Linked DNA regions of Rattus norvegicus: region 2 is linked to region 1. A link is a contact called in public Hi-C data. All regions are on one chromosome and are shown on one strand. Each heading gives the region's core, a stretch centred on a gene start, on an enhancer-like site or on the middle of the called end of the contact. The rest is flanking DNA. Distances are from core to core; before and after follow the strand shown.

Evidence for each region. Hi-C and Micro-C count contacts between places; a contact is called where the count stands out from the background.
Region 2: a contact with region 1 is called in a Hi-C map of the A7r5 cell line, with 6 times the contacts expected there. The contact joins two enhancer-like sites. A contact is called at or near these places in 9 of 12 Hi-C or Micro-C datasets (the A7r5 cell line, frontal cortex, hepatocytes and 5 more) and 1 of 1 datasets of contacts at active chromatin or transcription factors (oligodendrocytes).

Annotation. Positions count from the first base shown.
Region 1 is chr4:106,559,157-106,563,069 of GRCr8, forward strand. No RefSeq gene overlaps it. Among named protein-coding and RNA genes, the nearest start is that of Tmsb10, 8.0 kb to the right of the region's middle. Within about 2 kb of position 2,240, at least 18 of the 93 cell types and tissues checked have an H3K27ac peak or open chromatin away from gene starts, as enhancers often do. A contact at or near this core is called in the A7r5 cell line, where this site is marked.
Region 2 is chr4:106,847,374-106,851,356 of GRCr8, forward strand. LOC120102311 (a long non-coding RNA gene) reads left to right here. Exons shown (of 3, transcript XR_010065833.1): 2 at 41-303; 3 at 2,463-3,983. Among named protein-coding and RNA genes, the nearest start is that of Dnah6, 7.0 kb to the left of the region's middle. Within about 2 kb of position 2,263, at least 12 of the 93 cell types and tissues checked have an H3K27ac peak or open chromatin away from gene starts, as enhancers often do. A contact at or near this core is called in the A7r5 cell line, where this site is marked.

The sequences.
Region 1 (3,913 bases), core at 990-3,489:
CTTATAAAAATAAAATGAAAATAGATAAATCTTTTTTTTTTTTTTTGGTTCTTTTTTTTTCGGAGCTGGGGACCGAACCCAGGGCCTTGCGCTTCCTAGGTAAGCGCTCTACCACTGAGCTAAATCCCCAGCCCTGTTAGATAAATCTTTTTTTTTTTTTTAAGATTTATTTATTTATTATATATAAGTACACTGTAGCTGTCTTCAGATACACCAGAAGAGGGCGTCGGATCTCACTACAGATGGTTGTGAGCCACCATGTGGTTGCTGGGAATTGAACTCATGACCTCTGGAAGAGCAGTCGGGTGCTCTTAACCGCTGAGCCATCTCTCCAGCCCTAGATAAATCTTTTAAGGAGAAAAAAAAACCCCTAACATCAAAGTTGTCATTTGTGCCATCCAGGATTCTCCAGAGAAACAGAAGCAAGAGACTCGGCATGGTTAGAGACATCCGGCCACAGGCTCTGTGCAGGCTGGAGACAGGCTCAGGCCAAGGCCGAGAGCTTCAGAACCAGGGAGGTGAGGTGATTTTCAGGGGCAAGTCTCTGAAGGCCACAGAAGGAGGGTGTCTTAGAGTTTTACTGCCATGAACAGACACCATGACCAAGGCAACTCTCTTTTTTTTTTTTTTTTTTTTTTTTCGGAGCTGGGGACCGAACCCAGGGCCTTGCGCTTGCTAGGCAAGTGCTCTATCACTGAGCTAAATCCCCAACCCCAGGCAACTCTTATAAGAACATTTAATTGGGGCTGACTTACAGGTTCAGAGATTCAGTCCATCATCATCAAGACGGGAACATGGCAGCATCCAGGCAGGCATGGTACAGGAAGAACTGAGAGTTCTACATGTTCATCTGAAGGCTGCTAGCAGAACACTGGCTTCCAGGATGAAGGTCTTAAAGCCCACACCCACAGTGACACACCTACTCCAACAAGAATACACCTACTGCAACAGGGCTATACCTTCTAATAATGCCACTCTCTGGGCTAAGCATATAGAAACCATCACAGAGGGCTGGAAAGCCCTAGGGAAGAGAGAAGAGAGGAGAGCAAGAGAGGGTGTGGAGGCAGAAAGAGAGACAGAGAGACAGAGAGACAGAGAGACAGAGAGACAGAGACAGATCCATAGGTTTTTCTTCTGGTTTGCTCTCTTTGGCCTCTCAGCTGTTTGGATGGTGCCCACCACCATAGAGAGAAGCTATTTCCAGCTCAACCCCCCCATGCCCATGTTCATGTCCTCTGGAAGAACACTTAAGGACACACCCAGAACTAATGCTTTGAGGTTCCAGCCAGGCTGACACCCAAGATTAATCATCATGAGAGACATATGTCCTTTTCTAGCTACTGAAACAAATCTTGAGGTACTGAAGTTATTGTTTTCTTGCAGCTTTGAAAGGAATCATCTGTGGAACCATCTGGGCCTGGCGCTCTTCTATGTGCTTACACAGTGTGCGAGCCTGCTTGTGTGTAGGTGGAGAGAGTCATGCAGATTTATGGATTTTCTTTTCTGTTTTTCCTCTGTATCCTAGGCTGGGTTTACGCTGAGGATGACCTCAAACTTCTGATTGTCTTGCACATGTGCCAACATGTCTGGCTTATGCCGCTCTGGGGAGAGGATTTAGGGCTTCCTGTGTGCTAAGCAAGCACCCTACAAACTGAGGTGCATTTCCAGCTGTCACCCACAATCCCCAAATTCTCTTTTGTCTTATTTCTGTCGTCGTGAACTGTGCTCTTTACAAATGTCTCCGGGACCGTGAAGATGGCTCAGGAGGGCAAGGCATTTGCTGTGGCTGAGCCTGGTGGTCTGAACTGGATCCCCTGGAACCGCATGGGAAGGCCGGAACCAGCTGCACAAAGTTGTTCTCTAACTTCCACACAAGTGTTTTACATACACACACACACACACACACACACACACACACACACACACACACACACGAAATAAATAAATAAATATATGAATAAATAAATAAATAAAGGTATATTAAGGTTTAGAATGTTTCTTGTTTAGTCCTATTTTAAAATAGCTTTCCTTAAATTATATTTTCTCGGATTTTTTTTTGTACTACTTAGAATTGGGCCGAGCTACACATATCAGAAAACTCAAGGGGTGAAATCCTAAGAGCTTGTTTCTATCCTACTGGAAGAAGTCTGAGAGCAGCACCTGAGGTCTGGCTGAGTGGCTCTGAGGCAGCTTCCTGCTTTTGGGCTCAGTAGACACTCTGCCCTTGGGAGCAGTCCTTTCCTGGCCCCAGTGTTGGTAGGAGTTGATTTCTGCATTCCTGTGCTCTCTGTGTGGACTAGGCCTGATGCAGACGAATCTGGAGTCTATAAGGTGAAAAAAGGGAAGTACCCCTTCAACACTGTGGTACTTTGTGTCTACTCGGGTACAGTCTGCCCAGTTATGTGGTCCCACACAGTCTAGAGCTGCTGCAGAAGTGTTTTGGTGATATGAGTCACAAAATTAGCCTGTGGGAAGATAGCATCCTGTTAGTTGAAGGCCTTAAAAGCAAAAAGTAATTTCCCCAAGAAAGAATTCTATCTGAAGACTATAATAAGGGGCTAATATGTGCATTGTTAGACTGCCTGCCTAGCATGCACACATATCCCCAGCACCATATAAATTTGGTATAGATGATAGGTGTACACATCTGTAATCTCAGAACTTGTGGAGGCAGGAGGATCAGTTCAGTGTCATCCTCAGCTAAATAGCAAGTTTGAGGCCAGCCTTGGCTACTTTAAAATATATACACATACTCTCTCTGTCTCTCTCTCTGACTGTCTCTCTCTGTCTCTCTACCTCTCTGTCTTTCTCTCTGTCTCTCTCTTTCTATCTCTCTGTCTCTCTGTCTCTTTCTGTCTCTCTGTCTCTTTCTATCTCTCTGTCTCTCTGATTCTCTGTCTCTCTGTCTCTCTCTCTCTGTGTGTAGGTGAAGGTGCTCACGGAAGTCAGAAGAGATTATTGGAACCCTTGGACTTGTGGTTATAGGTGGATGAGCCACCCTCTGTGAGTACTAGAGACTGAACTTGGGTTCCCTGGATAAGCTGAGCCATCTCTCTAGCTCTGAATTTTAAAGAAAATCCCCTTGTTTATATGTGTATGTGCACACGCTGTGTGGAGGCCAGAGAACAACTTGATGGAGTCAGTTGTCTCCTTCCACTCTGTGGGTTCCCGGGATTCTCTCCAGTTGCCAGGTGTGTCAAGCTTGGGAGCAGTGCCTTTACCAGCAGAACCTCTTTCTGATCAATAGACACGTACTTACCAGTGAGCCTCCACTGCAGGCCTTTCTCTTGTTCAGGTCTGCATTGCTTCTGATGTTAGACTTCTCTGATTCCTGATAACGAGTATTAGAATCATTTTGACTATAACAGAAACCCAACTACAGATTTTTTAAATATGAGAAAATTTATTTGTTTTTCTTATGTTTTCGTTTATATGGTTGCAAATGTGTGTGAGTGCATGTGGAGGCCTGAGATTGAATTGGGGAGTCTTCCTCAGTCCCTCTCTACCTTATCCACTGAGGAAAGCTGTCTTGCTGAACCCAGAGCTCACACTGCCCACAAGGCTAGTCTGGGTGGCCAGTTTGTGCAAGGGATTCTGTGTCTCACCTTCTGGGTACAGCATTGGAACCCTGTTCCTCAAGCTCATAGGGCAGAACTCTAACTGCCAAGCCATCTTAATAGATACAGGGAAATTTATATTTCACACAACAGGAAGTTCAAAGACGAAGCCCTTTGAGGATGCTCTATGGCTCCAGGGCTCAGCCAGTCCTTACCTTTCTCTGTTTTCATGGTCCATCTTTGTTCAGCTCAATTTCCTTTAATGGCTTCAAGATGACCGTCTTGGTCAAACATCACATCCTTCAGCAGTGGTGTTTGTATGTTTTCATTTCGTACAGTTTCCCTTCCAGAAGCTT
Region 2 (3,983 bases), core at 1,013-3,512, 290 kb after region 1:
TACATCCTGTTTCTTAGGTTTACGTACAATGCTTTTGCAGAACTTTTCCTGGTAATTCCACAATAAAAATGGCTGTGAACTGAGGGTGACCAGTCTTCTGATTGCCAGAAAGCGACGAGGAGCTACAAGAAACTCTAAGAAGAAGCATGGTTCTTCCCTGTTTGTTATGTCACAACGTATCCTGCCCTGCCACTGTCCTGCTCCTGCCCTGCCACCGCGGCTCGCTCTCTTCTGACTGACCACCCACACCTCCGGGCATCCTCGCATGGCAACGTCGTTCCTTAAAACGAAGACGCTCCCCAGGTGAGTCCTCTGAAATGCCAGTCTCAGCATTTCACTCCATCACCCATCTGTGGGCCTAGGGCTGCTGTGCGTGTCAATGGCACTCCATTCTGGCTTCCTTCAGGTCATTTGACCTACGTGAGCAGCTACCCCACCTTTGGGTGGCCATTTCCTATAGATCAGAGTTTCTCAACCTGTGTGTCATGTCTCCCTTGGAGGTCAGTCACATATCATATATTTACATTATAATTTCTTTCTTTCTTTCTTCCTTTCTTTCTTTCTTTCTTTCTTTCTTTCTTTCTTTCTTTCTTTCTGGTTTTATGACACAGTGTTTGTCTATGTAGCCCCTTTGGCTGCCCTGGAACTCATAGCAAAATTACAGCTATGAAGTAGCAATGAAATAATTTTATGGTTGGGGGTCACCTCAACATGAATAACTGTATTCATGGGTCACAGCACTAGAAAGGTTGAGGGCCACTGGTGTAGGGTCTTTCAGAGATGTTCAATGCCAGCTCTTTTACAGTCCTCTTTACTTTGGAATTGAAATCACCTAAATTTGGCAAAAACTTTATGCCTACAGAATATACAGTGTTTCAGAGATAATGTTGCAATATTGGTTGATTTTGAAAGCTGTATCATGGAGTTTGAGAGATTGCTAAGCAGTGAAGAGCATTTAGAAGACAGGGGTTCACATCCCAGTACCTACACAGCAGTTCAAAACCACCTGTAACTCCAGTACTAGGAGATCTAACTCATTTTCTGGCCTACAAGGGCAGCAGATGTTCATCTGCTTTTAAAACCATTTGATCAAAGGCACAAGGGTATTTATGTAAGGAATTTGTTCCAAGCCTTTTACAGAGGGTGTGTTCAAATAAAATATAATATAGATTGATATAACCAATAAGGTAATGAGGTGATGCTATCTGTATTAAATGGATAGTGTGTTAAATACAATTAATGAAACAGTCACAGATATACATTACCCCATTTTGTTAAAAAGAATGCTATACTGTCTATACAAACATATAAAACACAGTCTATCTAAGTATAGCATCTAGTTTATTCAAACAGTATAGTATAGAATCCATACATATACATGTCTTGTCCATATGTAGCACAGAGCACAGGTCAGCTAACTATATCCTAGGTTGAATTCAGATTGCTACCTGGTTTTATAAATAAAGTTTTATTGGGTCAGTATGCCACTTTGTTTCATGTCTGTTCACAACTGGTTTTGTCTTCATCAGCAAAGGGCCCTGATGCATATTTGTTGAATAGGTTCTGATCATTAAGCTCCTTCAGAACCACTGAGACCAACAAGACCTTCACAGATTTGGTTTTGTGTGTGTGTGTGTGTGTGTGTGTGTGTGTGTGTGTGTGTGTGTGTGTGTTCTGTCAGAGCATAGCCCCTGGGAAGCTCTAGCAAGCTAGACTTGACCATCCATCCTTGATAGGTCACTTAAATGAACAAGTAATGGTAAAAAGCAGAAAGGTGAATTTTACTCAACGTAACTGCACTGGATAGAGGAGAGAAAGAAGTCCAGGACTCCTCAAGTCCATATTCAAGGTTCCGACACGACGCTTGGCTTTCAATAGGAAGTAAGAGGTGTGTATAACTAAGCATTCCTGGCCAAGGTGTGATTCCGCCACTACTGTCTGGGCTCCCGGCTCTCCTGAGTGGCAGTCTAAGTCTGAACCAAATGAAAACTCTTTCTGGGAGACAGGCTCCCTCTCTGGCTAGCTCCAGCCTTTCCTTCTTCCAGCATTAGATTCCGTGGGAAATTCCAATTTTCTGGGGGGCACTTGTCTAAATACTCTGATAGGCAAAGAAGACTAAAAGCAAGTGTCTCTTCAGAATATTCTCACCCCTGCTGAGGTGGTTACATACAGAACAGTTTCCTTTTGGTACACACCTCTCCTGTCTACTCAGTGTTTTGTCAACTGTGTTTACAGTGAAAGAAAACCCCTCCTTTCTTGCCACGGGAAAGGCAAACAGCCACATAGACCTAGGAGGTTGCCAAGTTTTGTGGACAATAAAAGGGCAAGCTAGTTAGCTATTAACCAGAAGACAACATAATTTTGCTCCATTTTGACCTTGATGCCTCTCTTTGCAGAAGGCTTTTTCCCTGACATTTCTGCCCCTGGAGGTAAAGCAGATTTCCCCTTCCTTTCTCTAACAGGATCCAGGCAGCAGTGGTTGGAGTCTGGGCATTTGGATCCCGGCAGCTTGAGCTAGAAGCTACAAGCCACGTGGCAGTCAGCCGATCTGGGCTGGGAGGGGCTGGAGGGGAAATCAAAAACCTGATGATTAATCTCGGCACCATGCTCTTTACTGGTGGCCTCTTAAAGCACTGGCATCCTTATTATTTTATATGCAATGACACAGAATTGTGGAAATATTAAGAACTTTCGGACAGCTTGAGGAACATAAGGGTTGTATGAAGACTAATGGGGAAGAAAGAGGTAATTTGCGGTAAAGAGAGGGGGTAACTGCCATTTATTACAGTGAAGAAATTCCCACTTTCTCCAAAGTTGGTAGTGTTAAAAAATCACCGTTTTAACTTAACAAACAAACAAAACAAAAATTAATTTGAAACAAGGTCTGACCATATATCCTAGGATGGCTTGGGATTTATCTCAGACTGGCTTTGAATCCTTGACCTTCCTGCCTCAGCATCCCAAGGGCTGGTTGTCTGGCCCCAAAAGAACTCAGGGCAAATGCCTAACCACGGTGCCAATTAGCATACCAAAGCCAGCTTCACTCGGTAAGTTTGGCTTCTCCCGCCTCTTCTGACCCTGCCCCTTGGCTTCTCCCAGCTCTTCTGACCCCGCCCCCTACCCTAAACCTTTCCAGCCCAGGGGCTCGCTTCTGCATCTTCTCCTTCCTTTATAACCCTTCCATTTCAGCTCTGCATCATCTTGGTTCTCTGCTCTGACTCCTTCCTCTCTTGGTCCTCTCTCTCACTCTCCTTTGCCCTCTCTCTCCTCTTCTTTTCTCGCTCTCCCTTCTTATCTCTCCCTTCATAGCCAGTTCAGTCTATGTTTTCTCTCCTTGCTCTGGACTCTTCCAGATGCCTCTGTCTGTACTGTTCTTTCTCTCTCTCTCTCTCTCTCTCTCTCTCTCTCTCTCTCTCTCTCTCTCTCTCATCTACATTCAAACTAGGAAAAGAAAGACTCTACATTGCAAGAGAGGAAATGGGCAGAGAGAAAACGGGCAGAGTTCACTAGCCCAAACCGCTCCACCTAATGAAGAATTGGACTTTTATGTAACTATCTCCTGCTTTGGAGCTCATTTGCATAGTGTGGGCTTTTCTGAGTATGCACTGTCTGTTTTATGTAGTTCTGCATATAACGTCATTAATCACGTCTCGTTAGCCACTTAAAGTTCCACCAAGCTTTGTGTGTTTTAGTATCACGGTGAGGCATAGGCCACCCTCAGCTGCTCTGCGACGCCTTTGCCAATGGTTTCGGCCAGTTTTAACCAGGTGTGTGTGTGTGTGTGTGTGTGTGTGTGTGTGTGTGTGTGTAAGAGACAAACAGATAAGGGGGAGGGGTTCTTCCTATATAACTCAGGCTGCCCTTAAACTCATAATCTTCCTGCCTCATTTTCCCAAGTTCTGGAGTTACAGATATGCAGCACCACTCCTGATATGTGAGTGAAGATTTAAACAGGATGAACGGCATGGCAAACACTTTCAAGT